Regions from separate parts of the Mus musculus genome. Here regions 1, 2 and 4 are each linked to region 3. A link is a contact called in public HiChIP or PLAC-seq data. All regions are on one chromosome and are shown on one strand. Each heading gives the region's core, a stretch centred on a gene start, on an enhancer-like site or on the middle of the called end of the contact. The rest is flanking DNA. Distances are from core to core; before and after follow the strand shown. Region 1 overlaps Magi3 (membrane associated guanylate kinase, WW and PDZ domain containing 3). Region 2 has its middle 19 kb from the start of Gm25869. Region 3 overlaps Hipk1 (homeodomain interacting protein kinase 1). Region 4 has its middle 12 kb from the start of Gm34049.

The links. HiChIP or PLAC-seq counts read pairs in DNA pulled down with a chosen protein or histone mark.
Region 1: a FOXA1 HiChIP or PLAC-seq map of pancreatic cancer cells shows a contact between it and region 3. The contact joins two enhancer-like sites. A contact is called at or near these places in 4 of 39 promoter capture datasets (the C10 cell line, the HPC-7 cell line and embryonic stem cells), 1 of 484 Hi-C or Micro-C datasets (the HPC-7 cell line) and 1 of 115 datasets of contacts at active chromatin or transcription factors (pancreatic cancer cells).
Region 2: a contact with region 3 is called in a FOXA1 HiChIP or PLAC-seq map of pancreatic cancer cells. The contact joins two enhancer-like sites. A contact is called at or near these places in 6 of 39 promoter capture datasets (the HPC-7 cell line, cranial neural crest, frontonasal cranial neural crest and 3 more), 2 of 15 datasets of contacts at CTCF or cohesin (both in the NIH/3T3 cell line), 1 of 484 Hi-C or Micro-C datasets (bone marrow-derived macrophages), 7 of 115 datasets of contacts at active chromatin or transcription factors (T-cell acute lymphoblastic leukemia, astrocytes, effector CD8 T cells and 4 more) and 2 of 9 other capture datasets (adipose tissue and pancreatic islet).
Region 4: a contact with region 3 is called in a CTCF HiChIP or PLAC-seq map of the NIH/3T3 cell line, with 6 read pairs. The contact joins two enhancer-like sites. A contact is called at or near these places in 1 of 15 datasets of contacts at CTCF or cohesin (the NIH/3T3 cell line), 5 of 115 datasets of contacts at active chromatin or transcription factors (double positive thymocytes, embryonic stem cells and stem cell-derived neural progenitor cells) and 1 of 9 other capture datasets (embryonic stem cells).

What each region holds. Positions count from the first base shown.
Region 1 is chr3:104,107,233-104,114,225 of GRCm38.p6, reverse strand. All of the region lies in intron 1 of Magi3 (membrane associated guanylate kinase, WW and PDZ domain containing 3), which reads left to right. Among named protein-coding and RNA genes, the nearest start is that of Magi3, 110 kb to the left of the region's middle. Within about 2 kb of position 4,620, at least 10 of the 459 cell types and tissues checked have an H3K27ac peak or open chromatin away from gene starts, as enhancers often do. A contact at or near this core is called in pancreatic cancer cells, where this site is marked.
Region 2 is chr3:103,404,218-103,411,783 of GRCm38.p6, reverse strand. No RefSeq gene overlaps it. Among named protein-coding and RNA genes, the nearest start is that of Gm25869, 19 kb to the left of the region's middle. Within about 2 kb of position 5,278, at least 87 of the 459 cell types and tissues checked have an H3K27ac peak or open chromatin away from gene starts, as enhancers often do. A contact at or near this core is called in the NIH/3T3 cell line, embryonic fibroblasts and pancreatic cancer cells, where this site is marked.
Region 3 is chr3:103,756,468-103,764,194 of GRCm38.p6, reverse strand. Hipk1 (homeodomain interacting protein kinase 1) reads left to right here. Exons shown (of 16, transcript NM_010432.2): 5 at 436-522; 6 at 2,524-2,708; 7 at 3,538-3,700; 8 at 5,435-5,660. Among named protein-coding and RNA genes, the nearest start is that of Gm15886, 12 kb to the left of the region's middle. Within about 2 kb of position 4,399, at least 54 of the 459 cell types and tissues checked have an H3K27ac peak or open chromatin away from gene starts, as enhancers often do. A contact at or near this core is called in the NIH/3T3 cell line, embryonic fibroblasts and pancreatic cancer cells, where this site is marked.
Region 4 is chr3:103,485,584-103,492,696 of GRCm38.p6, reverse strand. No RefSeq gene overlaps it. Among named protein-coding and RNA genes, the nearest start is that of Gm34049, 12 kb to the left of the region's middle. Within about 2 kb of position 1,511, at least 10 of the 459 cell types and tissues checked have an H3K27ac peak or open chromatin away from gene starts, as enhancers often do. A contact at or near this core is called in the NIH/3T3 cell line, where this site is marked.

The sequences.
Region 1 (6,993 bases), core at 3,371-5,870, 350 kb before region 3:
GAGGTCCATTGGTCGTGCAAACTTTATATGCCTCAGTACAGGGGAACGCCAGGGCCAAGAAGTAGGAGTGGGTGGGTAGGGGAGAAGGGGGGGGAGCGGGGGGGGGACCTTTTGGGATAGCACTGGAAATGTAAATAAAGAAAATACCTAATTTTAAAAAAAGGAAAATAAATAAATAAATAAAATTACAAAAAAATGAAAGTTTTTTTCTTTTTATTATATTTTCACTATTGAAAATATAGAAGTGGGGGCTGGAGAGAGGCCCCAGTAGTTAAGAGAACTTACTACTCTTGCAGAGAACTCTGGTTTGGTTCCCAGCACCTCAAGGCCAGAGTGACTTGCATGGGGTCAGTACTTTCAGTTCCAGGAGATCTGATATCCTCTTCTGATCTCATCTCCGGGTCCCCAGACACACACAGTGCACATATATATGCATGCAAAACACTCATACACACAAATCTCTTTTCAGAAGAGAGAAAATACAAAAGCTATGAAAAAAAGTTTTTTAAACAGTGTGGTGGCTCATAACTTGTAATCCCAGAGCTCTGGAGGTTGAGCCAGGAGGATTGCTGTGAGTTTGAAGTAGCATGGCGTCTATAGTAAGGTCCCAGGACCAACCTGTTTCAATGTGAGGAAGAGGAAGAACGGAGCTTTTTCTTTTTTGAGATTTCTGAGTAACAACTACTCTGTAATACATTGAAGTATTACTAAGCATGCATTTGTTCTAATGTTCCCTCACCCCGCCCCCAGGGTCTTCCTGTGTATTCTTGGCTAACTTGCTGTGTAGATCAGGCTGTTCTGACACTCTCTGTTCCTCCTTAGTGCTGCTGGCATTAACTAATGGCACCCTCCACCCCGCCTCCCCTTGTAGTTTTCATTGCATACCCTCAGATACATTTCAGTTTGAATTCACACTGAATATTCTATTTTATAACCTAATTTTTTCATTTAAAATATATAAAGAACATTTGACTACATCAGCATATCAAAATTTCAAGTGATACTGCTTAGAAATGGTTTGTCTTTGAGAATTATACTGAAAGAGTATTTTTTTTGGAGATGAATTCAGTTAAAATTATCATTATAACAGCCATATTCTTTTAATTTCTTTTGTGTCTGTTTAATATGACTGTTTATTCAACTCCATGGTAAGTACTTTGAAGTTACAAACTATCTGACAAATGCAACTTAAAGAAAAAAGGTTTATTTCTCTTTTTTAAAAAATATGATTCTTCCTCATGTATTATATACCATCCACAGTTTGCCCTCCGTCCACTCCTCCAACTTCCTTGCTCCTCCTCCACTTCTTTCCCAGATCCACTCCTCCATTTCCATTTAGAAAAGAGAAACTCTCACCCTCTTCCAGGATATCAGCCAAACAAGTTATAAGACTAGGCACATATCCTCAAATCAAGGCTGGACGAGGCAGCCCTGTTGGTGGAAAGGGTACTAAGAGCAGGCAGAAGAGTCTGAGACACCCCTACTCCCACTGTTAGGAGTCCCACAAATCACCAAGCTGACAACCATGACATACACATATGCAGAGGACCTAGGTCAGACCCATGCAGCTCCCAGATTGAAAGGAAGCTTTATTTTGAGTCATAGAGTTAAGTGCAGTGTGGCAGGAAAGACTTGGCAGTAATATTGTGACGCACTGGTTATGTTGGATTCTCACACAGGAGCAGAAAGATGGAAGAAGGGAAAGAAACCCTGGTGCTCAGCTTGCTTTCGTCAGTCTAGGACCCCCAGTCCATGGATGCTGCTGCCAACATTCAGGCTGGGTCTTCTCTTACACAGAAATGTCTAGAAGCATTTTTCTGTGGGTGATTCTAAGGCTGATCAAGTTGGCAATAAGATCAACCATCACAGTTCCTGAGTTAGGATCCAGTGAGGAAGGCAAAACTGAACTTCATTTTCCTGTGACTTGCACATAGGGAAGGATGGAAACCAGTCCCTCTCAGTGTGGACTCCAGTGATTCACCTGGGTTTTGGTTTCAAAGAGTAGATGGACCAGGTGTTCTGCTCAGACAATAATCTTGTGCACACAGCATCGTACAGTGCTAGGTAGAGTAGGTACAGAACAGACTTCTGAGGAAAAACAATTGGCTATGGATGTGAGGAGGGAATGAAGAGGGCTAGCAGGCCTGATATGTTTATCTCAAACGTCAGAGAGCGCCTAAAGTACAGGAGCATTTTGTCTGGGCACCACCTCTTTTTGTCTAAATTATTGTTTGGAATATACATAGCGTACCTGGCTTTGTTGAAGCAGGTAAAACAACAAAGGTGTATAGTATAATGATGGGTCTTATCTATGTATTATCTAAAATGAAGGAATTTCATTGCTGCATAAATATGGGACTGTACATGTAACTAACAGTGTTATGATTTTTAGAAATAAATATTTTCACTTGGTTAGAGTTTGGGGTTTTTCAGATGCTACTTAAATCAAAGTACTAAAACTTCTCTAGCTTTACTCTTGGCTGTTCTGACTACAGATTTATTACAGAAGAGCGAGCTGAGGCTGAGGAGATAGGCCAGTTGGTAATCAACCATAAATTCCTGCGTTTGATCCCTAGGACACATGTAAGAGGCCAGCCTTGTGGTGTGTGTTTGTAAGGGAAGCAAGGCTATATTTTAAATGTTTCTAGCATCTGTACATACAATTTCAAGGTTAAACATTTCTAAAAGAAAATTTGTAAAAAGTTTTTATAGATGTATACAATGCATGTGATCAATTGGTGGAAAAGAACTAATAATTATCACAGTCTTAATACACTTTCAGAAGAAATGCATGGCAGTGGTGGCACACACCTTTAATCCCAGTACTCAGGAGGCAGAGGCAGGCGGATTTCTGAGTTCAAGGCCAGCCTGGTCTACAGAATGAGTTCCAGGACAGCCAGGGCTACACAGAGAAACCCTGTCTCGAAAAACCAAAAAAAAAAAAAGAAAAAGAAAAAGAAAAAAAGGAGAAGAAGAGGAGGAGGAGGAGGGAGAGGAAGAAGAGGAGGAGGAAGAAATGCATGGTCGGTCTGCTTTTGATGATGCACGCCTGTAATCTTAGTATTAGGGAGGCCAATCTGGGAAAGTCAGGAGTTTAGAGAGTCTGGATTATTTAATAAGATTCTGTTTCCAATATATAATATACATGTAGCTGTGAGCATAACAGTATAAGCATTTTCCTCAAGACCAAATCTCAAAAGGAACAGAGATGTTTCAAGAACAACATGAGTGAGTAGATAGGCCATCTCCCCCCCTCCCTTGCAGAAAAACCCAACAACTTTTGAAGTCGGGGATTATTAAACTCAGAGCCTGGATCCTACTGGCAAGTTCTTTTCCACTGAGCCACCTTGTATCATTCTTATTTTACTTCTGTTATAATCTTGAAGGAAGCCAGAGGCATAATGGCACGTGCTTTTGATCCTAGCACTTGGGAGGCAGAAGCAGGTGAATCTCTGTGAGTTCAAGGAGTTCAAGGCCGGCCTCATGTACATAGCGAGTTTCAGGACAGCGAAGTCTGTGTAGAGAGATTGTGTATCAAATAAAAAATTTAAAAAAAAAAACTAAACAAAGTAATAATTTAAGAAAACTTTGAAGGAACAAGTTACTTTTTCAACAGTATAAGCTAAAAATAATATAAAACAGGAAAGCTGGACATTATGCTAAACATCTGCTATGTGGTGGGATTGGATAAGAATAAGATTTAGTTTAGAGGTAGCTCACAGTTTAGAGGTAACGAGTTTGAGGGAATTTAATCTAAGGTCAGGGCGCCTGGCACCCATGTGGTGCATGTAGACTCACACAGGTCCATATATAAAGGTGAACATACATAAATCTGTTTAAAAAGAGCATAATTTACTTTAAATAAATTTATATTTTCAAAACTTTAAGGAGGAATGGGGAAGTAGTGTAATTGGTAGAGTGCTTGTCTGGGTTCCATTCCTTCCACAGCACTGAATAAACCAGGCATGGTGGTACATACCTGTAATCTTAGCACTCAGAAGCAAAAGGATTGGGAGTTCAAAATAGGCCTTTACTTCATAGCGGATTGGGGCTCAGTTTGAACTATTAAAAAGACTTAAATGGATTGGCTTCTGGAGTTGAAGAGTCTCAGACGTGACCTCAGAATTATTTTAATCCCCCTGCTCCCAACACACACTTCATGGAGGAGAATGTAAGAAGAACTGGGAGACTGGAGAGAAGTGCTCCGTAGACTGTGAACACACAAGTCTATTGCCCTACTATAATCTAAACTCACAAAAGTTGAAGAGATTATTTAAAAACAAATTCCAAGTATTTAGAAAAGAATAGCTTATCACCCAGAGCCAATATGGATTTCTAAGAAACAAGACATGCCAAACTGACCTCATTTTTACTCTCCCCCTACCCCCTGTTTTATAATTGCTTCTAGATTAGAGAATAGTAAAGACATGTTGTATCTTGACTTTAGCAAGCAGTTGACAAATTCTCCTTACTGTCCTTGTCAAAAAGATGATGAAGTGTGGGTAGATTGATTTACAGTTGTTTGCATGCTGAACCCACGCCAACAGGACTCAGGGTTAATCCAAATAATAGCCAGTTGCTTTATTCACTGATTTCTCAATGAGAACTGGTGGTGATTCAGAGTTTGCGTATATTCAGTAACTATGGGTTTGTAGCTGTGAATTCCTGACTAAGGAGTTGTATATTCAAACTTGACCGCCTGGATATTTTTATACAATTAAAATACCAATTACAGACATTCATCTAGCCAAACTATTTGTCTGATGTATATATTTTTAAACTTTATAAACCAGTTTCACTGTTCATATAAAAACCAAAGAATAGAATTCAAAGAGCAAAAAATTTTAAAGCATAGGCTGGCTAGGTAAGAATGTTCACATTATAAAGAATCTTTTGTTTGTATTTGTTTAATAACGTTTACATTAGCCTCAGGGAGATTTTTTTTTCATGCCCTTGAGATGTCAAGGTTCTGTGAATTAACCTGGGGGGAGGTGGGTAGGAGGGGAAGGGAGAGGGGGAGGAGAAGGAGGAGAGGGGAGGAGAGAGAGAGACAGAGACAGAGATCATATATAGATGTGCCTGCATTATATATTATACACCAGGATCATACAGTACCTATAGAAGTCATAAGAGGGCTTAGGGTCAGGAACTGGAATTGCAGGCAGCTGTGTGCCACCATGTGGGTGATTTGCAAGAGCAACAAGTGCTCTTAACTGCTGAGCCATCTCTGTAGGACAACAGTGTCCTTGGGAATTAATATATTTGTTGGCCTTCTGATAATCATTAGTAAACTACCTATTTAAGATTTTTTTAAATTCTTTGAAATTACATAGAAGAAACAATCGCTTTATTCTTTAGAAAGTTCTATTAGTTTCTGGAGACAGGGACGTCCATGGTGAATGGTTTATTTAGAATATTTTATTATCAGTTGTTAATCTTAAATAATGTCAACTCAGTTTTATTAAATTTTCATTATGTCTAATTGACTGGTGCTTACAGTATATTGTCTTGATTGTCAAGAAGCAATGATGGAGGGACTGGAGATTTGTCTCATCAGTTAAAAGCACTTACTGCCTTTGCAGAGTACCCTGGTTTGGTTCCCAACACCTACATGGTGGCTCACAACCATCCATAACTCTAGTTCCAGGAGATCTGAGACCCTCTTTTTGCCTCTTCCAACTCCAGGACACATGTGATGCACATAAATACATACATGCAGACAAAACACTCATACAAATAAAATAAGAACAAAACTTAGAGTTTCTAAAAATGTTTGCAGATATGATTTTCAGTTTTAGTGATGCTAAACACGAATGCTACATTCAGTGTCTAGTTGCACATTTTGTTTAAAATGCATTTTGGATTGCAGTTGTCTCTCATCCTTTTCTTTGTGACTGCCCATACCAGTAGGAGTTGATGGTAAAACCTAGTGTGATTCCAGTTCTGATAATTATGGGCATTACTCTTTAAGTTTAGCCTTTTCTGTGCTAACTGGTTTTTAAAAACATCAAAGGCCCTTAGAATAAGATTGGGTTAACTTCATTTTCCCTTAAGAAATCCATCATGCAAGATAATTCATGATTTTGAACTTTATTGTGGCTTTATCTTTTAATTATCTCTAACCTAAAAGACATTACTTATATAACTTAAAATCTAACCTAGATTTTAAGCATTTTATAGTTATCTCTAAATTATGCCATATCTTAGAAGTTTTGAGTTTAAGAAAAGCTAAAGTATTGACTCAACAAATTATCTTTTTTAGTTATATCTATATTTCCTTTTACCAAAACTAAATCTTTCCCAGAAGATATGTTGGTGAGTCAAGTTTTGTATTTTGGCACTCATGTTACTGTTTTAAATGAAAAGAAGAGGACACATTTTTGTTTATTCAAAGAACCTATCTATCCAAGAGCTGGAGAGATGGCTCAGCAATTAAGAGCACTGATTGCTCTTCCAGAAGTCCTGAGTTCAATTCCTAGCAACCACATGATGGCTCACAACCATCTGTGATGGGATCCAACACGCTCTTCTGGTGTGTCTGAAATCAGTGATAGTGTACTCACATATATAAAATAAATAAATCTTTTTTTAAGCCTATCCAAATATCTGAAAGTTTCAGCCATGTAGTTACAATCCTCCAAAGCTAGAGTCTAATATTTACAAAGAACATGAGACTCCCTTACCAAATTGTAAAAATACTTCATGCACTCATTATGAAGTTGATTTGTGTTCAATGAGTATTGATCAGTATTGATTATATATTAGTTTTTTCAGCTGCTCAGCAATGAGCACATGATGGAGTATAAATAAAAAGACAATATGATTTTGAATTGGGGTGAGTTAGTGGGACCCTATGTGCCTGGACTGTAGGATAGGGGTGGTTCTATGTCTATCACTGTAAATATCTTCAGACTTGTTTGTTGTCATCACAGTGGTTCCTCCCCCCTTCCTCCATGTCTATTTTTGTTAAGACAAGGGAATTGTTCTGGTTTG
Region 2 (7,566 bases), core at 4,029-6,528, 350 kb after region 3:
GTTTATAAAAACAGACTAACTCCAAGCATATGAGATAGCTAGCTTGTGCTTCTTATATTTTAAAAAAAATCAGAAACTGTTGTCCGATTTGTCTGAAATATGCCATCAAATGTAAGGCATGGATCATGTATTAGACTTAATAGAGTGTGCTTATTAGTTTTTCTAATAATTAAACATCGGGAGAAAGGCTACTGTGTGACAGAAGGGCAGTCCCACGTGGAAAACCAAGCTTCTACTTTGGTCTTTCAGTTTGTATGTGTGTCCCTTAGACAGAGACGATGTCATCTCCCTTCATGGAAGCTGGGAGCTGGCTGGATGAATCCCCAAAGTCCCTCACATGTAACCCAACCTCCCTCCCCATCCCTCTGTCTCTCTGTCTCTGTCTCTCTGTCACACACACACACGCACACACACACGTCAGACCACAGTTACCTAGCACAGCATCATCCCCTAAATGAGATTCTCAGAGCGCTAGACTTACAAAACTTGCAGTCTTTCCCACGACGCAAGCTGCTTTGAAAAGCTTCCCATGATATCGCCTTACTGACAGTGCACAATGCCAGACTCTAAAGGGCCTGTAGTCAGTGAGGCTATGTGCGCCATTCAGTCCTGACCTCGGCTTTGAGGATGTGGTAGGTGGGAATTGTTCATCAATTTATCTATCTGAAGAACCCAACAATCTGCAAAGCCAGTGCAAAAATGTCAGAGCCTGCACTGGGTGGCAGGCAAGGGATGGCTTGGGGAGCTCTGGGGCTGCTGCTGTATCTGGCTCCTGGATGTTAAGGTTGGGTTAGTCAGCCTGTGTGTGACCCATTTGTATCACGGTCAAAGCAAGGCCACAGTCTGCTCTTTATGATCAACTCTATTATTGTTATTCAGCCCTGTCTTAAAGCACACCCAAAATGTGTTCAGTGACGTACAGTAACACACAGAGGTGTGGGAGTGGCTGTTATTAAAGAAGGCGGTAAACTCACAGAGCCCCAGAATCGCCCAAGAGGTTCAGCCCCAGCACTGCAAAACCTGGTGGTGGCTCCCACTTACCAGCCCAGACTTTGGAAGGTGAGGTGGGAGGAGCTCAAGATAACTATACTCAGGGTCTAGCAAGTCAGGCCAGCCTGGGCTATGTACTATACTCAGGGTCTAGCAAGTCAGGCAAGCCTGGGCTACGTACGACCCTACCTAAAAAGAAAAAGAGAGACAATGAAAAGAATAAAAAACAGACTTACACCATCCTGAATTTCCACTCTCACACTCCTTCCCCAATACAAACCCACTTTTAAAAATTATAGAAAAATTATATTTAGCATAACTATATATGTATTATCTATATGCACTATATATAAGTTAATATATGCATATCTCTGGTAACATAAATACCCTTTTAAGCTATAAACTGTGTTTTGTGTGTAGACTTTGACTTTAGTTGATGTGCACAGTATCCAGCATCACATCCAGAAGATCCTTCCAGGTTGTGGTTGTCACATATGCAGCACCTAGCTGCCACGTAATACTGCTTAGAGTGGATTTCAACCTTCACAATACCGAGACCCTTTAATACAGTTCTTCATGTTGTGGTGACCCCCAAACATAAAATTATTTTATTTCTACTTCATAACTATAACTTAGCTACTGTTATGAACTGTAATGTAAACATCTGATATGCAGAATATCTGATACGCGACCCCAAAAGGGGTCACGACCCACAGGTTGAGAAAGATCCTCCTAGGCTGTCTCAATCTGCCTTCAGTGCCAATAGACTAAGTTGTCAAAGTATCTATCCTCACATGCTGTATTGTGAGCGTGTGTGTGTGTGTGTGTGTGCGTGTGCGTGTGTGTGTGTGTGTGTGTGTGTGTGTGTGTGTGTGTGTGTGTGTGTGTGTAAATTCTGGTGTGTGTGCTGAGGTCAGAATACAACTCACAAAGGAATCAATTCTCTCCTTCTGCTATGTAGGTTTAGGGGACCAAGGTTTAGGGAACCATCAGTCTTGGCAGTAAGTGCCTTTACTCCCTGAGTCATCTTCCTGTTCCAAAACCTTATTTTATTTTATTTGATGTGGACAGGGTCTCACTCTGCAGTCCTGGCTGACCTGGATTCACTTCATAGACCAGGCTAGCCTAGATTTCACAGAGATCCACCTGTGTCTGTCTCTGCCTCTGCCTCTGCCTCTGCCTCTGCCTCTGCCTCTGCCTCTGCCTCTGCCTCTGCCTCTGCCTCTGCCTCTGCCTCTGCCTCTGCCTCTGCCTCTGCCTCTGCCTCTGCCTCCTGAAGTGCTGGCATTAAAGGATATGCACCACACCCAGCAAGAGACCTTATTTTGAAGATCATTCAGACAGAAAAATTAATTCAGCAACTTTTCTATGAACCCAAAGAGCAGAAAATAGGAAAAAAAAAAAAAAAAAGCTGTGTGTGGACTAACCCAACTGTGAGAATCATGTTTAATAGGAATGTCAAGGAGGAACTGCAGCAGTTGAGAACCTGGGACCATCTGGTTTGTGGAGGATGATGGAAAGGGTTTTGTGCAGTTCTAGAGTCAGAAGAGTCACTTAGACCCTGTGAACTCTACCAAGAAGGTAAGGCATGGCCAGATTGCAGTGCGCCTAGCACTCAAATGTCAATCACCCCACCCCCAGCAAGAGAGCCCAAGAGTTCCTCCAACACCTGCCTCACAGCACCCAGAGAGACAAATAATATCAAAATGGCACAAGAAGGGCTGGAGAGATGGCTCAGCAGATAAGAGCACCAGCTGCTCTTCCGGAGGGCAGGGATTTGACTCCAGCACCCACGCTGGCATCTCAGAATCCAGCTGTAACTCCAGCTCCCGGGGATCTGACGCCCTCTTCTGGCCTCTAGGCACACATGCATGCAGTGCACACATACACAGGCAAAGCTCTCACACACAGTAAGTTAAAAAAAAAAAAAGAGGAAGACAAGAAAGAGTAAAAACCACAAGAAATCTGTATCAATTGCTGAAATATAGTTTATAATCTAAAGTCTTCCCATATTAAAACTTCAAGTTCAGTTAGCGATTCCCTCCAAACACTTAAGGAAGAAAAAAGTCACTTCTGCGTGATCTAAGGGAAAAAGAGAGAAAAAAGAAAGAAACTCCCTCTCGCTTTCTAAGGTCAACCTTACACACACACACACACACACACAGAGAGATAATAATTACAATATATTATCTAATAATATAGTATAGTATATAATATATCTTTATATTATAAGTTATATATTTGCATATATGTACATATAATATAAATATAATATATGAAAGAAAAGGGTACAAAATAAAACTACATACCAATATCCATCATGAATATAAAAGTAAAAGTTTTTAGTAAATACTGTTAAACTTAACTCAACAATAATATTTACTTATTCATGGAGTTCATCCCAGAAATGCAATATTGGTTTAACATTCAAAAATAAAACTGTAGCTCACCATGTTAAGAGAATTAAAGAGAAACCCTGTGTGATTGTCTCAAGAGATACAAGCTGGACATGGTGGCGCACACCTTTGATCCCAGCACTCGGGAGGCAGAGACAGGCAGATTTCTGAGTTCAAGGTCAGCCTGGTCTACAAAGTGAGTTCCAGGACAGCCAGGGCTATACAAAGAAACCCTGTCTCGAAAAACCAAACAAGAGAGAGAGAGAGATACAGAAAAAAATCATTTGGTACGATTCTGCTCACAAATGCATGGAGATACTTAATCGGCAACCTGACAAACAACATCTATGAAAAGCCCGTGGCTAACATCAAGCTCAATGATAAGAAATTAAACGGTTGCTCTCAAAAATCAAGAAAAAGATAATAGCCATTTTCATCTCTTCTGTTGAATGTTTAATCCTGGAATTCTGCCCCAAGAAAGAAAAGGAAGGGAGGGAGGGAGGGAGGGAGGGAGGGAGGGAGGGAGGCATGGAGGGAGGCATGGAGGGAGGGGGAGGGAGGGAGGGAGGGAGGGAGGGAGGGAGGGAGGGAGGGAAGAAGAGAGAAACAGAGAGACAGAGACAGAGACAGAGAGAGAGAGAGAGAGAGAGAGAGAGAAAGAAAGAAAGAAAGAAAGAAAGAAAGAAAGAAAGAAAGAAAGAAAGAAAGAAAGAAAGGAAGACAGACCACTGGGGCACATGTGTGGACACACATGCACACACTCACACATACATACACAGAGCTGCATATACACATGCACACATATGTAAAGCTACACGCACATATATACACACAGATGCATGTACACACACACAAATTATCTTCATCCACAGAAAACATGTTCACGTAAAATTCTAAGGAGTTATAAATAGAAATCAGTCTACAATCTCAGGAAGCTGAAGCAAAAGAATCTTGAGCCAGAGGTCAGCTTGGGTTCCCTACTGAGACCTGGTTTGGCTGTTGCTGTTGCTGCTGTTGTTTAAAATCTATCCAGAAAAAAAAAATTCCCAGAGCTAACAAATGAGTGAGCCTAGCAATGTATTGAAACATGTAACAAACCACTGGGCCTCAGGAGACAGCCGCCAGCCAGCCCGATGGGTGAGGTGAACACTGTCCAAGCTCAGGTCCCTGCTCCTGTGTTAACCTGGGCACAATGGCAAGCCCCTGTAACCACAGCCTTGGAGAAGCAGGGAGGCAGGCAGCTCCCCTGAGGTTTGCTAACGAACCACAGAGGAAAGCTCTTGTTCAGTGACAGACTGTCTCAAAGACCGAGTGACAGGAGCAGATTCTCGGTATCAAACTCTGGCCTCCAGACATGAACACGCAGCATGCACACCCTCAACCCCACATGTGTGCACACATACGAATACAACACACAGACACACTTGTATTTGTTTTCTTTGCGACAATCCTGCTATGTTACACACTCTGCCCTCAAAATGGGTGTCCTGCTTCCTCAGCCTCGCTGAGTACTGGCATTATAACCATGGACCACTGTGCCTGGCATCAATCATAATTCTATAAATACCAACAAATAACCGGAGTTTGGAATTTTTTAAAACTTTTTATTGATTTTTTGTGAGTTTCACATCATGTACCCCAATCCCACTCATCTCCCGCTCTCTGTATCTGCCTCTGTAACCTCCCCACCAAAAGAGAACAAAAACTAAAAGCAAAAACATTTCACCTTGGAAGCTGCGGCAGGTCACAGCGTGTCACATGAGTCACACAGCGTCACACCCTTTTGAGCAAACTGCTTTACTGCAAATGTCCATTGCAGTGAGTCACTGGGCTGGTTTGAGGCCTCTGGCTTCTGCTACATCAAGACTGTCACCGGGACTCCTCCTGTTGTTACCGTGTTCACATGTTGGAGTTCCTGCAACTTTGGTTCTGCAAGACTTGCCCCTTCCTGTGCTCCAGCAGCTCAAAGATGGGGTAGATGCTGGTATGGGTCAGCTCAAAGCCCTGGATTGGAGCTAGGTAGCATCTTAGCTATTCATCCTGCTAGCTCTCACACCATCTGGCCAGCTCTCCGCTTTGCCCAGGCTGGGTCAACTCTCCTGCCTGCAGTAGCAGCCACAAGGGCAGAACCTCCCCTCTGTGCTCAGGCCTCAGGGCCAGCTCTCCTGCACCCATGACACCAGTAAGACTTTCCACAATAGCTTTGGAAATATGAGGTGCTGAGAAATAATTGCAAGAAAACACATGTGAAACCTACATAACGAAAGCTGCAACAGAGCTGAGAAAAGCTTACAGAGGTCCAAGTAAACAAGGCAGCATGACTGCGACACATAGACTCAACGTTGTAAAGATGCCAGCTTTTAACATACTGGACCTTATCCCAGACTGACCTGCAGCCTGTGATGACGCACTCACACATTTCTTTTTCTTTTTCTTCTTTTTTTTTTTTCTTTTTTCTTTTTCCTGAGACAGGATTTCTTTGTGTAGCCCTGGATGTCAGGGAGCCCCATCTGTAGACCACAGTGCCCTCCAACTCACAGAGATGCGCCTGCCTCTGCCTCCCGAGTGCTGGGACTAAAAGCATGCACCAACAACAACCAGCTCACTCACACGTTTCTTTCTTTATATATATAAAAAAAAGATTTATTTATTTATTATATGTAAGTACACTGTAGCTATCTTCAGAAGAGTAGCCAGTGCTCTTGACTGCTGGGCCATCTCTCCAGCCCACCTACACATTTCTTAAAAGAGCCTACTTTGGGTTTGTTTTGCTTGTCTGACAAAAATTGGAAAGGTGACTCTAGAATTTGCATATTTGCAGAAATTCAATCACACTGAACCCAGAGATTGTGGTATTTACTGGAAATGCCTCTTTCTAGTTGTGGTGTGGCTGGGCCTTAGCACACACCTATAATCCAACAGCTTTCTGATTAAATATTGTAAACAGGATTAAATAAAATCAACCATAGGTCAAGGGTCAGAGCAAGCAACCAGCTGACAGGAAATGAACATAGGAAAAGAAAACATAGAGAGTAAGAGGGAGTCAGGAGGACAGATAGAGAGACGCACAGGAAGTAGAGGGGAGGGACATTCAGTTTGAAGAATATTTTTTGAGACAGCGTGAGAGAGGGGCATTCCTGTTGGGATGTAGGCTGAGGAAGGTCAGCTGGGTGCTTTCTCTGCCTCTCTGAGCTAGCAGGCTTTTACCCTAGCATCTGGACTCCAGGGTCTTCATTGGTAAAACCAAATGATTGAGATTTTGTTTAAAAGCATATAAAAGATGTGAAAATGCCAAGGAAACTTTGAAAAAGCAGAGCAAAGCTAGATTTGCAAATTTCCAGGGAGGAATTTTTGAGACAGGTTCTCTCTACACAGTCCTGGCTGTCCTGGAATTCACTATGTAGTCTAGGATGGCCTTGAACTCACAAAGATCCTCCTGCCTCTGGCTCTCAAGTGCTGGGATTAAAGGCAAGTGCTACCATGACTGGCTTAGGAGAAAAATCTTAGATTTTTGGTAAATGGTGATTTGTTAGGAAACAAAAAGCACTAATCATAAAAGAAAAATAGTTGACAAACTAGACTTGCCAGATTTTAAGATGCTGTTTTCTATGAAGCCCCGTTAAAGACATCAGGGCTGCCATTCAACGGTCGAGTGTTTCTTGTCCAGTATGCAAAAGGGTCTGGGTTCAGTCTCCTGCCCTGGGAGTTAGGAGAGAAACCTTATTAATAACATAAAAAGTCAAATCCTCAAGACCTGCCTCAGTAAAGCTGTCAAATGTAAATTGGTAAGACCAGAACTCAGGAACCTCACGTGATGGAAGGAGAGTCTAACCTGCAGTCTCTCAGCTTTCTTTCCCTTCACGTCTATGGGGCTGAGATGTCCTGAAGATTTGGCTGTCTCTCTGCAGATGTACCAGAGCACTGAGCAGCATGATCTTATTCAGCCACCACTCCTCAAACAGCTTTGTCACCGCAGATAGTGAAGCTAAGTGACAGTGGCCCTGGTCTCAGAAAGGAGAGCAATGGAATCCTTGATCTCCATGTACAGATTGCTCTGTGTGTGTGTGTGTGTGTGTGTGTGTGTGTGTGTGTGTGTGTGTGTGTGGTATATGTGGGGGGAGTGTATGTGTGGGGTCGGGGTGGTGGTGTATGTGTGTGGGGTGTGTGTGTGTGTGTTGTG
Region 3 (7,727 bases), core at 3,150-5,649:
TGGGAGCTAGGGAAGTGGAGTGATAGCTGCCACGGAGATCTCACTTCTAACTCTTCACACTCAGGCCTTCGAGGTTTCCTGAAATAAGAGTTTTTAATTCTGAGCCTACTTCTTCAGTGTGAGAAATCAAGTTACCTCACGATCCTCTGCCTCTGAGTCTAGTAAACAGTATTGGCATATGGTGTCCATGTCCAAGAAGCGTCAAGAGACAATAACATCCTATTCACCTGACCGTCAGTGCTCTGCGGCATGACCGCACCACCCCCCTTTAGAATTGCTGAAAGGATGGCCACACTTCTCCACTGCAAAATTTTCAGGGTGCTATCTTTGCCTTCTGTAGTTGACACTGTACAATACAATCTCAGTATTCTGGCTTCAGATTAAATTAAAAATGTAAAAATAATGTAAAGTTGTAAAAAAATTCATGTTTTATAGACACCTGAAGAACATGAATTGGAAACTGGAATAAAGTCAAAAGAAGCTCGGAAGTACATTTTTAACTGTTTAGATGACATGGCTCAGGTGAGTGTGACATGCTTCTTTAGAGACATTTTTAACTGTTTAGATGACATGGCTCAGGTGAGTGTGACATGCCTCTTTAGAGACATTTTTAATAATTATATGTGCTAATACTTTGCCATGTGTTAAATAAAAGTGTAAGGGTCTGTTGTGATACTTCAGACTCAAACAGTATGGAAGAGCAGAAGACCAGGGGTCCCTCAGTCCAAAATGAGCTCTCAGGCTAGATTTAAAGCACATTAGGGGTTCCTGGTGACCTCTAGCTTACTCCATCTCTAAGGGCATCCCATTACCTGGCATGGGGGTTGGAAATTGTTCCTGAGGAAGTCTGGGGTAGGTGGCCTTTATCTTACTCCATCTTGGAGGACATTCCATTACCAAGGCCTGGGGGCTGGAACCTGTTACAGGGGATCTGGAAATCCCTGACCCATTGTCCTTGCTTCAGGTTAGGTGGCTGGGCACTTTCTAGTTCCTGACTAGCTTTCTGAAGCCTGCCTGGGGTTTTTCTTAGACAGCCAATTTGAAACCTTTCATGGAGTTAGCCTGTCTCAAAAGAACACCTGAATCCTAATAGTGGATACTGTGGTCCTAACAATCTAAGTTTATCCCTGACTAGCTGACACATAAATGAGGCTCATACCATGGTTGTTTTATTTGGCTCTGACAGTTACTGGGGGTCACCTCTAATCTGCTCTGCTAACTGCTGGCTTGGCTACCTCCCCAGCGGTGTACCCCAGATACTTGCTGTTTCTCCTGGCCATGTGCTCATGGGTCCTCTCCCCTCACCTTGGCTTCCTCCTCCTCCCTCATGCCTCCTCTCTCCTCCTCCAGCCTAAACCCACCTACCTCTAATCACTCCAGTTATTGGCTGTAGTCACTTTTATTTAACAAGGAACAAGGTTTACACAACCAAAGCTTGTAGGCCCAGACTCTTGGGAATAGAATTTAGCATTACAGTGCGTACTGTTAGACCTAATCTCCACGGGATACTTTGAAGATGCTTGATTTGAATTTTCTTTAACCCAAACATCATGAAACTCAAATTTGTAGCTTTTTAAGCACCAAGAGGTACTAAAAAACCGTTCAGATTTTGAAGGTTTCCGAGTTGGGGTTTTTGGGTTAAGGTTGTTAAACTGATGAAGACTGTGCAGATATTCTGAATTAGTTTTTATTGTTGTTTTTGTTTTGTTTTGCTTTATTTTGTTTCAAGACAGGGTTTCTCTGTGTAGCCCTGGCTGTCTTGGAACTCACCAGGCTGACCTCAAACTCATGGAGATCCACCTGCCTCTGCCTTTGAGTACTGGGATTAAAGCCCCCAAGCTTGGCTATAAATATTCTAAAATCTCCAGGCTCTAAAACCTGAAACCCTTTACCCCGGCCTTGTAAACAGCAGGCAGCCTGCGTCTGTTCGCCTTTGCTTTTGCTTACTGATCTTATTTTGGAGGAATATTTGTAAAGGTTTCTCTCTTGTCTGTCTCTACCTCATAAGTAATTGTCTAAGAGCTCACATTTACTGCCTATTGTGTTAGCTAATGAAGAGAGCTAGCATTACACTTGAAAGTTTTGTTCTGGGCTGACAAGATGGCTCCATCATGAGGAAGGGGGCTTGCTACCACGCCCCACATCCTGAGTGTGACTCCCACAGTCCACATAAGAATGCTTACTGCATTCCAAATTTAACTGCTTTGTACTATGCCATTTCATTTTTTCAATGATAGAAACTTGTTTATTTCAATAATGAAAAACATCTTTTTGCTGAACAACTTTCAAAATGTTAATGCCAAGAGTCAATTTAGCTCTATTATACCACATAGGCAGAGAGTTTCCTTCTGTGGAATTATTATTCTGTAATTAAACTTAATTTCCCCAGTTTTCTCTTTTCTAAAATGCTTCTATTAAATATCTGCTTTCTCTTGTTTGGAGAGAAAAAGCAGACACAGTAAGCTCTTAATGTACTATTTAAGTCAGGAAATACAACATTTCTAATTTTCTTTGCTTGCAAAGGTAAATATGTCTACAGACTTAGAGGGGACAGATATGTTAGCAGAGAAAGCAGATCGGAGAGAGTATATTGATCTTCTAAAGAAAATGCTGACGATTGATGCAGATAAGAGAATCACGCCTCTGAAGACTCTTAACCACCAATTTGTGACGATGAGTCACCTCCTGGACTTTCCTCACAGCAGCCAGTGAGTATGGGGGTCGGGCTGTGCCGCTGTGTCCGCACAGCAGCCAGTGAGTATGGGGTCGGGCTGTGCCGCTGTGTCCACACAGCAGCCAGTGAGTATGGGGTCGGCTGTGCCGCTGTGTCCACACAGCAGCCAGTGAGTATGGGGTCAGGTGTGCCGCTGTGTCCACACAGCAGCCAGTGAGTATGGGGTAGTCGGGTGTGCCGCTGTGTCCACACAGCAGCCAGTGAGTATGGGGTCGGCTGTGCCGCTGTGTCCACACAGCAGCCAGTGAGTATGGGGTAGTCGGGTGTGCCACTGTGTCCACACAGCAGCCAGTGAGTATGGGGTCGGGTTGTGCCGCTGTGTCCACACAGCAGCCAGTGAGTATGGGGTCGGCTGTGCCGCTGTGTCCACACAGCAGCCAGTGAGTATGGGGTAGTCGGGTGTGCCACTGTGTCCACACAGCAGCCAGTGAGTATGGGGTCGGGTTGTGCCGCTGTGTCCACACAGCAGCCAGTGAGTATGGGGTCGGGTGTGCCGCTGTGTCCACACAGCAGCCAGTGAGTATGGGGGTCGGGCTGTGCCGCTGTGCCTCGGTGGAGTTGCCATCTTATTTCCAGGGCGCTGCCAGGTCAGCAGTCATTTTGTTGCTGGTAAATTGACTCACTGGTGCTTTTCTTTCTAAAAGCTGTGGGCTTAGAGAGAGGTGTCGATTTTTCTTCTTGTTAGAACAACCCTTGGTTCTTCTTTCTGAAAATATTTGGAAACAAATACTTTGTTCCATGTCTGTTTTGAATTTTTTGTTTTAACTCCAGCATTCATTTAGTGTATTTCTAATCTTTTTCAGCGTTAAGTCCTGTTTCCAGAACATGGAGATCTGCAAGCGGAGGGTTCACATGTATGACACAGTGAGTCAGATCAAGAGTCCCTTCACTACACATGTCGCTCCAAATACAAGCACAAATCTAACCATGAGCTTCAGCAACCAGCTCAACACAGTGCACAATCAGGTACAGTGAGGGACTGTGGGAACTCGAGCCTAGGTGGGGCAGAGGCAGTAAGAGAGACCAGTCCTATGCTGCTATTTCTGTTGCTTCTTTAGCATTTTCTGTGTGAGGGCCTGGGCAAGATGGCTCATCAGGTAAAAGTCCTTGCCGTGCAAGCCTGGGGGCCTCAGTTTGATCATGAAAAGTCATGGTAGAAAACTTAATTTCCAAAAGTTGTCCTCAGACTGTAGAACACGCATGCCCACACTCACAGGTATCATGCATGTGTGATAATAATGCAGGCCAGTTTCGGGCTCAGTCTTCTCTGTTATGAAGAAAAGAATTGGCAAACATAATAAACGACCAAATAGATGTACCTGCCAGCCATATTCGGACAGTATTTAAATACATGTCCTTATAAGACTTAGTGTACATGGGCTCTGAATATTGAATTACTTGTTGCTGCTAGATTACTAAGCTTGATCAAGTAATTTACTCTTTTGCAATAGGATTTTATATGTACTCATATACATAAAATAAATAAACCTTTTAAAAAAGGTGGCATTATATTTGCTTGCTAATAAGAAAAGTCTCTCTAAAAATGTAAGCTCAGTTTTTTAGTTTGGTGTACTTTTTAAAAACCTGTAAGTGCTTATGAGTTTCAGTGGACTCTCCTATGAAGCATGCTGCTGACATAGCTGAGCTTTGTGTCATCACTTCCCAGACAGCACCAGCGTAACCATGTGTCACTCCTCATGTGCTGACTCACCTTCCCTTCATAGTACCACTCTCTGCTTGCTTATTTCTGGTTCTGGAGATGGAATCTAGGCAAACACTGTATTACCGTATTCCTGAGCTGTGTATCCCTAGCCCTGGAAAACTTAGAGAGTTATTTCAAAGATAACTAGTATTACATTTTAAAGTTTTGTTCTGGGCTGACAAGATGGCCCCATCATGAGGAAGGGTGCTTGCTGCCACGCCTCACACCCTGACTGTTACTCCCAGAACCCATATGGTAAGAAGCGAGCTCTGACCCTCCCTCAAGTCGTCCTTTGACATCATTTGCACATGGTGCAATAAACAAATAAATGCTTTAAAAAGATAAAAGGCTATAAAGCTGGATGTAGTGCTGTACACCTTATTCAGGCAGAGAGAAGTAGACATGTCTCTGAGGTCTCAGCCAGCCTGTCTAACATAATGAATTCTAGGCCTTCTAGAACTACATAGGAAGACCTTGTTTTAAAAAACAAAACAAAGTAAACAAACCTTTTGTTTTTAGTTTTTATTTTTTAAGACTAGGGATATAGCTCAGATGACAGTGCTTGCTAGCATGCATGGCCCAACATTATATCCTCTGCATTGCAAAAGCAAGTATGGTGGTACACCTTAAGTCCCATATCCAGATGATGAGACGGGAGGATCAAAAGTTCAAATGTCACTCTTGGATAGATAAGGAGTTTGGTGCCAGCCTGGACTACATGAGAGTCAGCCTCAAAAGTTTTTCTTTAAAAAAAAAATTTGAGAGCTAGGAGGGCAGGGTGTGTGAGTAATGGCACATGCCTTTAGTCCCAGCACTTGGAAAGGAAAAGACAGGGGGATCTCTGTGAGTTCAAGGCCAGCGTTGTCTACAAAGTGAGTTCTAGATCAGCCTTGGGTGCACAGACAAACCCTGTATGGAAAAACAAAACAATGAAGAAGATGTGCATATTGTGTACGTCCATCTTCTAATACCGTCTCTGTGTGATCTTGCTGTTTCAGGCCAGTGTTCTAGCTTCCAGCTCTACTGCAGCAGCAGCTACCCTTTCTCTGGCTAATTCAGATGTCTCGCTGCTAAACTACCAATCGGCTTTGTACCCATCGTCGGCAGCGCCAGTTCCTGGAGTTGCCCAGCAGGGTGTTTCCTTACAACCTGGAACCACCCAGATCTGCACTCAGACAGATCCATTCCAGCAAACATTTATAGTATGCCCACCTGCTTTTCAGAGTAAGTACAGAAACTCTTCCCTCTGTGGAATTAGACATTGGACTTACCTGCTCTAGAAGATCTAGTTGTTCAGTTCTGATCTTTGACAAGTTTAAACTCTGATGTAGATGACTGAAATTGGGAGCTGCCATATAGATTTTTTTCCCTTTTCATTGATTTTCTTGACCGAGTTGCTGTATAATGTGTTTGTTTCCATTGAAGGAAAATATTTGTATAAGCATATACATGTCAGTTTATAGAATATATACATCTTTAAATTGTTATAATCAGAATTGTTATGTGTTGACTTTAGTGTGACTTTATTATAGGATATAGTTAAGAATATAGAAACTAAAAATGTCAGTCATACATACAGATTATTGTTTTTTGAACTGAAAAATTCTACAAAAGGAAGCCCTTGTAGGGAAGGCACGGAGCCATCTGCTGAAGCCTGTGATTCTTAGTTTTCAAACTCCATCTTCCAATAAGATTAATTTTCATATTTCCATGTTTCCTTATTTTTCATATTGTTTCGTAATCCAGTCTGTTCAGTTCTTTCTTTTCCCCTAGAACTTGGGAAATGTGTGTTGGAAATGTCTTTTGGTAAGCTATTTGGAAGGTTAAATTATTTTGACTCTTTTCTGACAACACACTTAGCTTTCCCTTAGGAAGTCAGTGACAGGGTGGTTGTAGTGGCTCAGACCTGTAATCCCAGCATGAGGACTGTGGAGCTAGTCAGGTGTTAGAGTAAGACACTGCCTCCAAAACCAAGTAAAAGTAAAAACAAGAAATAAGCCAGACACAGATAACAAATACCATGTTTTCTCTTATATGTAATTTTCCTTATACGTAATATGTAGTTTTCTCTTATATTTAGACCCTGGATTTAAATATGCATTCTGTGACAGTGCATGAGTGAGTGAGTGAGTGAGTATGTGTGTGTGTGTGTGAGATAAAATCAGAAGGGGGATTGTGGTAGGGGAAGAAGAGATTTGTTTGTTTGTTTTTTGAGGCAAGGTTTCTCTGTGTAGCCCTGACTGTCCTGGAATTCACTCTAGACCTTAAACTTAGAAATCTGCCTGCCTCTGCCTCTGCCTCCCAAGTGCTGGGATTAAAGGCATGCACCACCACTGCCCAGCGGGGGAAGAGATCTTAAGGAAGGTGGAAATGGGCTAATGGAGAACTTGTAATTGGAAAGCAGAGGAGGGACTCTTAGTCCTTACTGCTGTGAGCAGACACCATGACCAAGGCAGTCCTTGTAAGATCAACATTTAATTGTGGAATATCATCAAGGTGTAAACATGGCAGTGTCCAGGCAGGCATGACACAGGCAGAGCTGAGAGTTATATATCTTATCTGCTGTCCTCTAAGAGAAGACTGAATTCCAGGCAGCTAGGAAGTGGGTCTGATAGCCCACACCCACAGTGACACACCTACACCTACAGGGTCACACCTTCAAATAGTGCCACTCCCTGGGCTGAGCATATACAATCCATCACAGGGACTAACTGGGAGAGGGAAGAGAACTGCCTGCCGGGAGTCCGGAGGAGCAGGACACTAGGAAAGGGAATGAATGAGACCAAGTGTCATGGCATGACTGAGGGTGCTATGATGAAACCCACTGCTCTGTAGACAAACTTGAAACCCTTAATTTTGAAAAAAGAGAAAGAGAAGCTTGGTGTCAATGTGGGAATAAACCAGGATCCAGGCTTCTCAGAGCATTTTATATAGAAGCAGGTAGCCTTTTTATCTTTTTACTTAAGTTACTTATTGATTGTGACTTTTGTTTGTTTGGTTTCTGACAGAGTCGGAGCAAGCGGAAGGAAATGAGGGTCTGGGGGAAACTGAGAGCTCCCCGGGAGGCCAGGAGAGCGGTAGCGGTGTAAGCCAGGGAGAGACCACAGGGGGAGCGCAGGAGCAGATTCACAATCCGTAAATGCAAATTTAGCCTAATTTACCAAATTATTTTCTATATATACCTCATAGGAGTAGATTCTATATTTTGGGTTGTCACAAACTGATCATCTATAGACTGTAGCAAATTAGCTATCCCTCTTCTCACCCTTTCTAAAGTAAGTTCTGTGGGAA
Region 4 (7,113 bases), core at 262-2,761, 270 kb after region 3:
TCAAATGAGCAAAATGAGCCTGTCACATCAGAGAAACCCACGAACAGCATTTGTTGCTAACGATAGCATTGAAGTTTCAAGAAAAATTTTTAAATTTTGGAAAACTTTCCAACCACAACCATAAGTACTGAACTGCTTTTCAGTACTTTAATACTCTTCTGAATGGTGAAACTAACCAACGTGGTCATCAAGTCCAAAAGACACCTGGGACAAATGGCTAACTCTGATACTTATCAGCATACCAAAGCACACAGTATGTCTGCATGTATGCCTGCGCACCAGAAGAGGGCACCAGACCTCATTAGAGATGATTGCGAGCCACCATGTGGTTGCAGGGAATTGAACTCAGGACCTCTGGAAGAGCAGTCTTAACCTCTGAGCCATCTCTCCAACCCCATGTAATTAATTTTTAGTAACTACTTCCTATACACATGTGATTTCAAATAACACCTATAATTTTATGAAAAGACAGTAAGATATATCTCTTCTTCCTAGCTGCCTATGCGGGTATAAATTTCCTTTATACTCTTCAACTGAAACAACACGTCACAGTAGACGGGATACAATGATTCAGACATTAAAGAGAACTGCGAAAGCTTAAAACACTGCTACTCTTCTCTCCCTTGATAGTTTTGTTTTTAGGAAGTACAAGTTTTTGGTTTTTGTTTGTTTAAATGGTTAGTTTTTGGTTTTTCGAAACAGGGTTTCTCTGTGTAGCCCTGGCTGCCCTGGAACTCACTCTGTAGACCAGGCTGGCCTCGAACTCAGAAATCCGCCTGTCTCTGCCTCCCAAGTGCTGGGATTAAAGGTGTGTGCCACCACTGCCCAGCACAAGTTATTTTTTAATGTATTAAATACAAATGCACTTAAAAGTATTAGATGCAAATGTGCTGACATTTATTGGGTTTGTCATTTTTTTTAATGAGTGTGTTAGTTTGAATATGCTTGGCCCAGGGAGTGGCATTATTAGGAAGTGTCGCCTTGTTGGAGTAGGTGTGGCCTGGTTGGAGGAAATGTGTCACTGTAGGGGTGGCCTTTGAGACCCTCCTCCTAAGCACGTGAGATCCAGTCTTATCCTGTTTGACTTCAGAACAAGATGTAGAACTCTCAGCATTTCCAGCACCATGACTACCTGGATGCTGCCATGATCCTGCCTTGGTGGTAATGAACTGAACCTCTGAACCTGTAAGACAGCCCCTTAAATGTTGTCCTTTATAAGAGTTGCCTTGGTCAGGGTGTCTGTTCACAGCAATGGAAACCCTGACTAAGACAATGAATTACTAAATATAATTATTTTAAATTTTATTTATTATTATAATTATTGCTGATGGTTGTGGTGATGTGTGTATATACATTATGGGGGAGGGAGGACTGTATATACATTATGCCACAGAACCTATTCAGAGGTCAGGGAACAATTTTTGGGAGTTGGTTCTCTTCTTCCACAATGGAATCCCGAGACCGAACTCAGGTCATCATACTTCCACACAAGAGCTTTTTGCTGACTGAGTCATCTTCCTGGCACAAGCCTGAGTTTGACTTTGGGTATAATAAACAATGACGGCACACAAAGACAGCACTTGGAAGTTCGTTAGTGTTTCAAAGCACAAAAGCAAGAGAGAAATTAGTGTGGTGGTACATGCTATAGCCCCAGCCCTTGGGTAAAGCAGGAGACCAGGAGTTAGGGCCCAGCCTGGGCTATGCAGCATGTTACATAGAGAGATCTGTCAATTAAAATAATAGTAATACCCCATATGAATAAGAAGTTTGAGAAGGCTTTAATCTAGACCAAATCCTCCCAGAGAAGGGGTAAGAAAGAGGGATATTAGGATTCAGACCAGGGGAGCAGGGTTTAAGAGGAAACTGGGGCAGACTGCTGGGGAGTATAGCGTTTATTAAAGAGGTTCTGAATGCTATGGGCATCAGAGGCTGACAGCGTGTTGGGGTCTCTGTCTCTGAAGCAAGGGTTCAGGGCTCACTTGGCAGAAGCGGGTTTCATTTCTTACAGCTTTCTGAGGATGGGGTTGGTTTCATATTAAGAGCCAAGAGCCTGCCTCTCAGACTCCCAGGAAGGGAAAGGCGGATGAGGAACTGAATGTATGGCTTTGATGCAAACTCACTCCCCAGGTAACATATCCTGGTACCAGAAAATTGTTAACTAGGGGCTCACGGATAGTGTCATGTATGCAATGTATGGCATTGGTCATGTATGAAAGGAGGTTACTGAAGATGCTGTGGCCTGGTCAGATGCTGGATTCTATCACTGTGTTCTCACAGAGGACAGTACAGGTCATGATTTACAGCTTAAAATTCACTTTTGTCTAAATTACATTTCATACCCAGCTCCTCTCTGGAAGGCCAACAGAATCTACCTTTGGCATCCAAGAAGACGAGGCTGGGGAAAAGTGTCTGGTCTCCAGATCAGCTGCAGTCGAACCAGTGAAGATGTGACTCCAGGACCTCAGAACACAACCCAGAATGCCTTTTGCACATGCGTGCATGCATACACACACACACACACACACACACAACCTCTGGATCATATGTGATCTTCCACCTCTCTCTCTTCCTTTTCCTCTCTCCCTTGATGGGTCTCATGCATACTGAGCTATCTCTAAAAGGGGGGCTGAAATCCACTTTTCAAAGTGAAACATACTCTATGGGACCACAGAAGCTCCACCCATAGCTGGCAGCCCGACAGCCCAGTGTCCCATCTGTCCCGTGACTGTGACTGAGGGAGCGAGGGTGACTGGATCTTCCTGGAGCCATCCATAAAACACCCTGGGCCAACCAAGAGTTTGAATTGAGACATACAGACTATTTTTTATGAAAGATGACTAAGCAGAGATGATAACGAAAAAGAGTGGCCATGAGAAGACAAGACAAAATTCCTCACTACACAATCTGCAATAGGTCTGACCACACTTCCTTTTCTGGTCTCCACATCCTGGAAGTGACCCTCTCCCCTGCCTCCCAATCCCAGCTTTGGTTGGCGTGGCCCCTAGCACCGAGGCTCCCCGTGATTGGACGAACCGTTTTCCTACTTCATGAACTAGAACTGTGAGAAGATGCTGCACAGGGGGCATCGAACTGGGCCATGGTGCGCTGGCTTTGCCTTTCAGAACCCAACCTAGCCCAGCGAGGCATGGAAGAGCTGGGAGTGTCTCTGTGTCTGAGCTCCTCTCTGTTCCCTGGGAACCACATTTCCCCTTCCACCAGAGTCAGATGCACAATAATCAAACACATCCTGGAGTCTGCGAAAACCATTTCCACTTCGATTCAGGATCAGGTAGACAGATGGATTTCATGTCATAGAACTTTCTGGTAAGGAGGCGCTTTTCTCCAGCCCAGAAAGCAAATCCATTTCCTGCGTTTATCCAGAGCTTTAGGGCTCAAGAACCCTGGCTTTGGTCAAAAGTATAACCTGTGGTACAAAGACTGAAAGAAAAGCTGCTTCCTGTGTTCTTGCTCTGCCCTCTTCCTACCTCTGCTTCCAGACGACACCCTCTCCTCCTGCACACCTCTTGCTCAGACAACAGTATTACGCAAACACATTTCACATCTCACCCCTTGTCCTCTTCTGTCTAGTGATTTTTTTATGTTTCTTTACATATGTGTGTGTGTGTGTGTGTGTGTGTGTGTGTGTGTACATGTGTACAGGAGCCTGCAGAGGACAGAAAAGGGTGTTGTGAACCACCGAATGGGTGCTGGGGACTTGGGTGGTCTGTAAGAGCAGCAAGTGCTCTTAACTGCTGAGCAATCTCTCTGGCCCCATTCTCTCCTGTCTAAGCATTGCAATAATACTCATCGAAAGGATTTGCACAGAGTCCGTACAGCTATGACAACTAGGCAACGCTTCAGTGAGAAGGACACTGTCATCCCCAGCTGGCAGGGATGCAAATGGCACAAGCTTTCTTCAGGGCAGCTTAGGCAACAAGCTAGGGAAAGCGTTCATATGTTTTGACGCCATGATTTCTTTAAAATGATGTATCCAAAGTTAATAGTAACGTACCACAATATCATGCTCATATTAGCAAACAATCAGAAGCAACCTAAAAAATGTCAACCACCAAAGAATGAATTAAAGAAGTGAGTACAGTCCAATATGTGTAGCCCTGAAAATCAGGGTAAATTACATGGTAAACAGCTTAAGATAAGCTTATAAAATTAAAAGTCAGGATATAAGAAAGCCTGGAGGTGGTGTTGCACACCTTTAATCCCAGCACTCGGGAGGCAGAGGCAGGTGGATCTCTATAAGTTTGAGGCCAGCCTGGTCTACAGAGTGAGTTCCAGGACAGCCAGGGCTACACAGAGAAACCCTGTCTTAGAAAGAAAAAAAAAAAAAAGAATCCATGTGTGCATCCATGATGATGCAAACCTGTAGGCCCGGTCCTCAGGAGGCTCAGGCAGGAAGATAGCAAACTCAAGTCCAGCCTGCACTACACAGCAAACTCAAGGCCAGCCTGCACTACACAGCAAACTCAAGGCCAGCCTGTACTACACAGCAAGCTCTTCTTTCAAAAAATTAACATCAATAAAAACATTGTCATTAATAATTTTTGCCTTGCTAGGACCACAATACCTGCAGAGACACTCTAAGGAGGGAAAGGCTCGTCTGGGTTCACAGCTCCATGGTGCTTCAGTGCACTGCGTAGAGAAGAAACAGTGGAATGGCTGGATTCCTGGTGCAGGCATGTGCCACAGAGGCTCTGCACATCTCATGGTGGACCCTGGAGGGATACCATACCCTGGAGGACCTGTCCCCTGCAACTTATATGCTATAGCTAGACTGCACCTGCCAACTTTTCCAGGATGCCCTAAATTAGTGCCACCAGCGGGACACAGAGTGCTCAGTACATGAGCCTGCAGGGAACATTTCTTATCCAAATTATAACACAAATAATAAAAATGAAATGTAGCATAAGTAATTCTAATACATTTCTCAAAATGCTCTATTTACAATGACAATTGATACAGCTAAGAGCTTCTCCAGGATTCCATACTTGAAGTCAGATAAAATGCCAGCTTTGTGGGTTCCATCCTTAGATGCTGCCTGACTGCCATCTCTAGTCCCCCTGATCACATGGTAAGCTACAGGAACCATGAAGTCCAACATCAATGAGCCCTCCCAGGTCATGTGGCTTCAAGGCTTTCTCCTGAGTCATCTCAAGCATACAGGAAAACTTGGCACCTTCTCCAAGTGGGCTAGCTACCATCTGACAGCCCTGCACCCACCTGGATGCATTAGGTGCTACACCTCATGAACCTAAGGGCAATGGCTTTTCTTTGGCTCATTGGCCCCTAAGGCCTAGCCTTTGAATGCTTTAAAATCAAGCATTAAAGGGCCTGGAGAGATGACTCAGCACTTAAAAGCACAAACTTCCCTCACAGAGAACCAGGCTTAGTTCACAATACCCACATCAAGTGTCGCACAATCCGTAACTTTAGCTGTTGGGGATCTCATACCCTCTGCTGGACACCTTGGGTAGACTCTTGTACTCATATGCAGACACCCTTCCCTTAACACACACACACACACACACACACACACACACACACACACACACACACACACACACTTCCCTTATACCTACACATTTAAATAATAGAAACATTAAATATTTAAATAAAGCATTAAACTAAATTCAGGTACAAATGTTGTAAGTTTCAGATAAAGAAATTTGCAGCTGCTAAGGCTCCTCTCCCCAGAGCTGCATAAGGTTTTACAGGCTGTGCACTGTACAAAGACGCATGAATCCACCGCTTTTCCCCTCTTCCCTCAGGCTTGACCCATTCCAGAGCACTAGGGGCCTTGTACTTTCTGCAGAAGCTTGGCTTCAGAAGGGACTGACCAGTGCTCCCTCGCCCCGGGACAGAGAGTGGGAGTGATCTCTCCAGCTAGGCTAGTTTAGGGCTCCCCAAAACAGGACATGAAAAGCGAGACACGTGGTCGGTTCAAACCAGCTTCAGAAACGACTGCTTTTCCAGCAGGACTTGCGCATGCGCAGAGTACTGCTATCCTTTCCCCTGGTGAACTTTTTAACTTTAGGGGTCCTTAAAGTCCTAAAAGCATACCTACAACTTACACATCTACTTATAATGGACTCAACCCTGGGGAAAATGGGCTTCAGAGAAGACTGGGCCGCACATTTCCTGGGGTTCCCTCTGGAGGGGAAGACACCGTGGGGTAGAGCTTAATAGGGAGAAGAGAAATGTAAGCACCGTCTTGCTTCCTGGCTTGTTTTTAGTTAGCTCTGGACTGCTCATTCTGGAGCTGTTTCCCCTCTGAATACCTCTCTTTCAGGAGCGTAGGGACAGAGACACTAGCTGGGAAGGGGAGCAGAAGCCTGGACAACCTCTACGACAAACTTAACAATAGTCTGCCTGCTGGCTGTAGATACTGGATTCCCAGGCTCCTTCCAGAGTCTGTGGGTCCCTAGGGTGGAGCCAAGAAATTTGCACCTTCAAACATCACCCCAAGGAACCCCGCTTGGGTAGGCTGGACTACGAAGTACATTCAGGAACTCACTAGCAAGTGGATCTGGAAACCGACCTCCAAAAGAAGAGACACAAAAAGCTTCTACCCTACGCTTATCAAAGGAATGGACCTAGAGAGAAAGACCTCTGCCAGGCCCAGAACATGCAGGGCACCTAAACTGAACAGAACAGGGTTGCTGCTGCTGCTTGCTGACCTGTCTACCTTTGCAGTCTAAGTCCACTCCTGCTTGCCCCTCCAGGGTAATCTCCTTTGTGCTGAGAATTTGTTGTTTGGATGTGTCCTGTACTCTGCCCTCCCTCGTACTGTCTGTGAACCCCTAACAGGCTCACCACGCTAGGAAAAGAATAATCTTGGTTTCCCACAAAGAAACACAGGAATAAAGCAGAAGTAACTCAGCAAGGCAATTTCTTTTAGCAAAGAGAGAGTGCCAGCACCCAAATGGAGCCAGTGTGGAGCTGCACAGCTGAAATGAACTCTTTTATCCCGGCAACTGTACCTCATCCTATTGGTGGGAATTCACATTCACATTATGATATGATTGGCTCATTGGCTCAAAGGAGAAGGAAGAGGTTCATAAATGAAGACCCTAGTCAGGCTAACTACATTTTATAGAA